Linked DNA regions of Rattus norvegicus: region 2 is linked to region 1. The links are chromatin contacts, called in public Hi-C maps. All regions are on one chromosome and are shown on one strand. Each heading gives the region's core, a stretch centred on a gene start, on an enhancer-like site or on the middle of the called end of the contact. The rest is flanking DNA. Distances are from core to core; before and after follow the strand shown. Region 1 overlaps Grxcr1 (glutaredoxin and cysteine rich domain containing 1). Region 2 holds the start of Atp8a1 (ATPase phospholipid transporting 8A1).

What was found. Hi-C and Micro-C count contacts between places; a contact is called where the count stands out from the background.
Region 2: a contact with region 1 is called in a Hi-C map of frontal cortex, with 2.9 times the contacts expected there. The contact joins the promoter of Atp8a1 here to the enhancer-like site in region 1. A contact is called at or near these places in 2 of 12 Hi-C or Micro-C datasets (frontal cortex and prefrontal cortex).

Annotation. Positions count from the first base shown.
Region 1 is chr14:40,423,879-40,426,578 of GRCr8, forward strand. The region is part of intron 1 of Grxcr1 (glutaredoxin and cysteine rich domain containing 1); the gene reads right to left. Among named protein-coding and RNA genes, the nearest start is that of Grxcr1, 55 kb to the right of the region's middle. Within about 2 kb of position 1,438, at least 18 of the 93 cell types and tissues checked have an H3K27ac peak or open chromatin away from gene starts, as enhancers often do.
Region 2 is chr14:40,667,535-40,670,234 of GRCr8, forward strand. Atp8a1 (ATPase phospholipid transporting 8A1) reads left to right here and starts at 1,419. Exons shown (of 37, transcript NM_001426995.1): 1 at 1,419-1,688. The coding sequence starts at 1,640.

The sequences.
Region 1 (2,700 bases), core at 188-2,687:
AGTGCATCTCTGGAGACTTCCTGTGCCTTATTTTCATTGCCATACATGATGAAAGTTAAGATCCAGACTTAACAGATGAGGAAATCTAGGCTTAAGGCGTCCAGGTAACTCAGAGGGAAGGGATTAAGGTCAGAGCAGAATGTGTGCCCTTTCTAGAGCATGATACTATGTGATCCTGCAAGTTATAAATAACCAAAGAAAAACACTGTTCTAGAACTGAATAGCAAGTTATACCAGGATGGGATTGTCAAAGGAACAACCTTGGTAGTGCCTGCTTCTCCCTCCACTTTTAATCCTCCATTAAATGTCACCACCTCAACAACATCAACAACCTCAGGCAACATCACCACCGCCAGCCAGGCAACCATTCCTCCTTACACCATTAACAAAGCCCCTCTGTCCTCTTACCCAATCTTTTCCTTTAAAATAGGCAGGACTATGGAATATTATAGAGCGCACACTATCTGCTCCCTACCAGGACCTACAAATAAACTATACCTCTACTAAATCAGGAACTCACGTTTTTCCTAAGAAATAAGAACCTGTGACACAATCTGGTACATAGTAGGTGCATAATAATAATTTCTATACTTTCCTATAATTTAGACAGATTTTGTTCATTTCCCTCTCAGCAACTAAATGATCTTAACTTAAATATACTCAAACATTGTAAGTCCGTTACTTGTAAAATTAGGACCTTAAGTTCTACCGTATGATCATTTGTGAGGTAAGACTCTTTGACAAATGAGAAATAACAAAAACCTGGTGTCTAACAAACACTCGGCAAAAGATGTGTTATGTTGAAAATGTCATTGCTAATATAAAATGCCATTGACGTATCAGCTTCATCACTCTTCTATAAGCTAAAGGTCACAAGTAAAGTTACACATCAATATGCACTTCAATGGCGGGCTTTTACACTGTTGTACAAGGATTACAAACCAAACCTCCTACTGAGGGCGACTGTTATTCATATATTTTTAGGCATGTGCAAACAGTCAAGTCAGAAATATTTATCAAGTGTCACAAAAAGCCTCCTTTTCTCAGCACCCAACTTTGCAGATATGAATGAATGAACCACAGGTGAATATTTCTATAAAGGGAACTTTCTGGTTTGTTAATGTCCCAAGACTGTACAAGAAAAACGTTAATGACCTCCCAAGAAATTGTTGATCTGTTCAGATTGATTGCTAAACCTGCCGAGACATTAACTGAGAAGTCAATACTGTCCTACTCACCAAAATTAAAATGACCGTTCAGAGAATGCCCTCCCGAGACACTGCTGATCTTGCGGCATGTCTGACTGACTATGTGGATAAAGAAAGAAGCCTCCTTACCCCATCAGAAAGCTGTGGGACAGGCAGTGTCGCTCTGGCATTCACCACTAAGCCAGCTCAAGGTTTCAGGTGGAAACCTGGATTTTAATCTTTTGAAAACCCAAAGAACATGGAAGCAGAAATAGTTTGCTTTCTAGCTCAAAGCAGTAATGGAAGCTTGCTCCAGTCTCCCCTTTAAAGGGCGCTTGCCTCTTCCCACCGCCGCCTTTCTTCCTATTCCTCTGTATCCAGACAATTCCAATTGCTGGCACTGTCCACGACGACCTTTAGATTGACATTCATCATGTGGTGTCGCGCCCACCTCGACCGGCAAGGAAGACGCAACACCGTTGGATCCTTCTCAATCAGCCTTTATTGCAGGAACACCTCATTGATAGTACGGGGACCCCGGGGAACAAAGGCACTTGCCTTAAGTACAAAACAGGCTGTGGCTGTAAATTTGTCCACTGGGGATTGGTGGAGCATGAAATACCTATTTAGCATGAATATCACCCTGGCCTTGTAGGTGCTGGGGGTCTGCCAACACATGCGCTGTAGGTGTTTACCACAAACGACCACCGGATGTCGGCGCCATCTTTAGCCGCTCCCTACAATGTGGTATCAAGGTTACCCCACACACTCATTCACATTTGAGAAAAAAGCAGACCTACGCAGTCTAATTGGTTGGAACGATTTTTTCTGCTTTTTGAGACAAAGCCTCACTGTGTGGCTTCTTTCCTTTTTCAGCCTCCCAAGTGCTGGATACGGGAATGAGCCACCGAACCCTGCTCAAACTTTTGTTTCAGAATAAAAATGCTTGCACTGAGCAAACCATCTCAACCACAGCTTTGATACTTGGCAGCTATGATCATAGTGTTCTTGTCCAGGGTCTACTCGGAAATCTAATTGGTCAAGTTGTTTCTGGGTCTGTACACAAAGATGTTTTTAGAGGAAATTTGCATTTGAATTTAAGAGTATACAAAAGAAAGTAGTCGGACACCATGATGTCTGTGGGTGGGGGATGGGGCAGAGCAAGGCAGAGAGGTAGAGCAAGGCTGGCCCTGTGCTCTCTACCTGGCTACTTGACATCCACCCTCTTTTTCCCTTCTGTTTTTTCCTTTTTTTGTTCTGAAGGTTATAGAAAATTACAGTTGCTTTAAACTATATTGAGGTTTTCCTGGGTCTCCAACTTGGCCAAAAGTTAAATAGTAAGACTTCACAACCCCCCTAAGTCCAAGACCAACATCATATAAAAATCCCTTGCTAGACATAAATACCTTTCTGTACAGAGATAGACAATGGCTGTGTCTTAGTTAGACACATGGTAAAATACCATGAGCAAAAGCAATTTGGAGAAAAAAAGTTTTATTCACCGTGTAGCTTC
Region 2 (2,700 bases), core at 169-2,668, 240 kb after region 1:
CTGATTCCCAACCTCTGAATAAGAGACAAGTGGAGTGACTTCCTCATAAATATGTATTGACCGCCAGGGTATTAATGTGAGGTAGAACTCTGATTAGTGAGTGCGACCTTCAGGGAGGTAGAGGAAATATCACGAATGGAGAGAAGACGCTATTAGCACATTTTGTCTTTTTTCCTTATGCCCGAGTTGCAATCCTCTCTCTCTCTCTCTCTCTCTCTCTCTCTCTCTCTCTCTCTCGTTCAACCTCTTCCTTCTGGATGTCAAAGGAACACAAATAAAAAGCCTTGGCATAACCCTTTCTACTAGGGGCCTAGAAGAACAATGCAGGAAGCTGGTAGCTTTTACCTGGTTATTCCCTTCTTCCCTGCTCAGAAGCTTGCTTAGACACAAAGCCTCCCTCATCCTATCTCGAGACTGAAATCGATAACAAATTAAAAATACTGCAATTGTTTTGACTTGTTAGATTGGATTTTTTTCTTTTTTCTTTTCTTTTCTTTTCTTTTTTTTTTTTTTTTTTTTTTTCCGGAGCTGGGGACCGAACCCAGGTCAAGCGCTCTACCGCTGAGCTAAATCCCCAACCTCGTTAGATTGTATTTTACTACGCAAAATAAAAGGCATTGAGGTCGTGCTGGTCTCTAGGATATGAGGACTTGTAACTAGCATCTTTATGGATTTTATATCGACGACCCACTAGGTTTTGAGGATAAACTACTGCATCGAACTTTCTGAAGCAGAAACAACAAACAACAGAATTTTGCTTGGTTAACCATGTGGTCAACAGTTGGTTTGGTTACAATTTCAGAGCCTTAACAGGTTGCAGAGAACGAAGTGGTGGGAAATATGGGCTCACACCCACGCAGGTAGTGTGGCTCTAAGCCTTAGAATGACAAGAAGAAGGAAAGCTCCCGTGGTCTCGGGTCTCACGACCTGCTACTAGAGAGGGTTCAAGTGCAGCTCAGGCCAGGAGTCAGGCTGGGTTGAGATCGGCTAGGATTCCACTCTGGCGGCGAACGCAGTGTCCCCCACAGCATCAGAGGCGTCAACCACAAAGTCTCAGAGCCTTAGACTCAGGCTGCCTACACCGAACCCTGAGGACGGGCGGTTCTATCGCATTGTAGAGCCAGAGGGTGGCTGGAGGGGATGCCAGAGCTTCCAGAAACTAGAGCAGCTCTTCCACTTTTATTAAGGTTTGGGACACTTGTACTAGCCTTAAGGAGGGCTGAGGTGAGCCAAGAGGCCGAGAAAGCTAGAATCGATGTCCCTCTCCCCGCGGATGGTACGGTCCAAACTGGGCGGGACCCGGAGGCCGGCGGCCCTGTCCCCGCCCCACTCCAGGAGGCCAGCGAGTGAGCGCTCGCCCCGCAGACCACGCCCCCGGCGCCGTCCCTGGCTCCGCCCCTCGAGCCCGTTCCTCTGCCACTGCGGGGAGACCTAGGCGGCTCTGCGGACGCAGCTCCTTCGCCGCCTTCCCCCTCCCGCCCGGTGCCCAGGCGGCTCCTGGTGGCGACGCTGTCCTGGGTGGGAGGCGCGGCCGGGCGGCAGCTGAGCTCTCTGCGCGGTGCAGCCAGCTCTCCCGCCCGCGCGGCGCCGTGACAGGTGCAGAGTCCCCGCCCGAGACCTACCTGCAGGGGCTGTCGAGATGCCCACCATGCGGAGGACAGTGTCGGAGATCCGCTCTCGTGCGGAAGGTGAGTGAGCGCCGCAGCCGGAGGCTGTGAGCCCAGCGTGCTTGGGGGCAGGTGCGAGCAGCACGGGATCCTATGTGTGTGTGTGTGTGTGTGTGTGTGTGTGTGTGTGTGTGTGTGTGTGTGTGTGTGTCCGTCCGGGAAGATACACCCCCTCCTCCTTTTCCCAGTAGTCTGGCTGTCGCCCTTGATCACCAGTGGACCCTTCCGCCAGCTCTGCCTTCAGCGCACTAGCAATCGCTTTCCAGGATCCAAAACCTCGGAATTTATGTGCTGGCGGGAGCCCCAAGGTTTCCTTTACACCGCAACGCGACTGTTCAGTCCTTGCCTTCCAGAGCCAAGAGCCCGGCTCTCCTCCTTCACCAACAGCGCGCAATCTTTGCAATCTTCCTGTTCCCAATCAGCTTGCCCATGCCCATGAATAGATCCCTCCAACCTACTATCTCCAGCGCCCACCATTGTGCTGCCCCCACATCACGGCTTCCCGAAGAGCCGGTTTGCCATTCCCAGGCGTCGCAGATTCTTTGATCCACAGTTCCCAGCATCTCTAGGCTGGAAAAGCCTTAATTGGGTTTGGGTGCTCGGTGGAGACCAGGCTGTGTTCCAGTCTCTGCACTTCTGCCCCCTGCGGCTCACCAGGCTCTAGCTTGAGGTTTCATTTTTGTTTTTCTTTTTGCTTGAAGCCTGCACATTGGCTGGCTGAACTGACTTGAGTAAGGTGCATGCTGCTTTCGTTGCTCCACCCAGGACCAGCTGTTGAGTGGTTCCACTTGTAGGAAGTGTGCAACAGATGCCCTAGGGCAAGGGCGCTTTGGCAAAGACTGAAATGCTGTGCACTCTGAGGAGGCCTCCTTCACCTCCTGTCTGGCATGTGGGAAGCTTTTTCAGTAAACATCCCCCCTGGTTTTATTAGGGCAAAAAGGAACGGTCTACTTTTATTTTCTTTCTTTCGTTTGTCTGTTTTTCCATCCCAGTAACTCTGCCCTTCAACGTTGTGGAATGGCACGATTTTGAG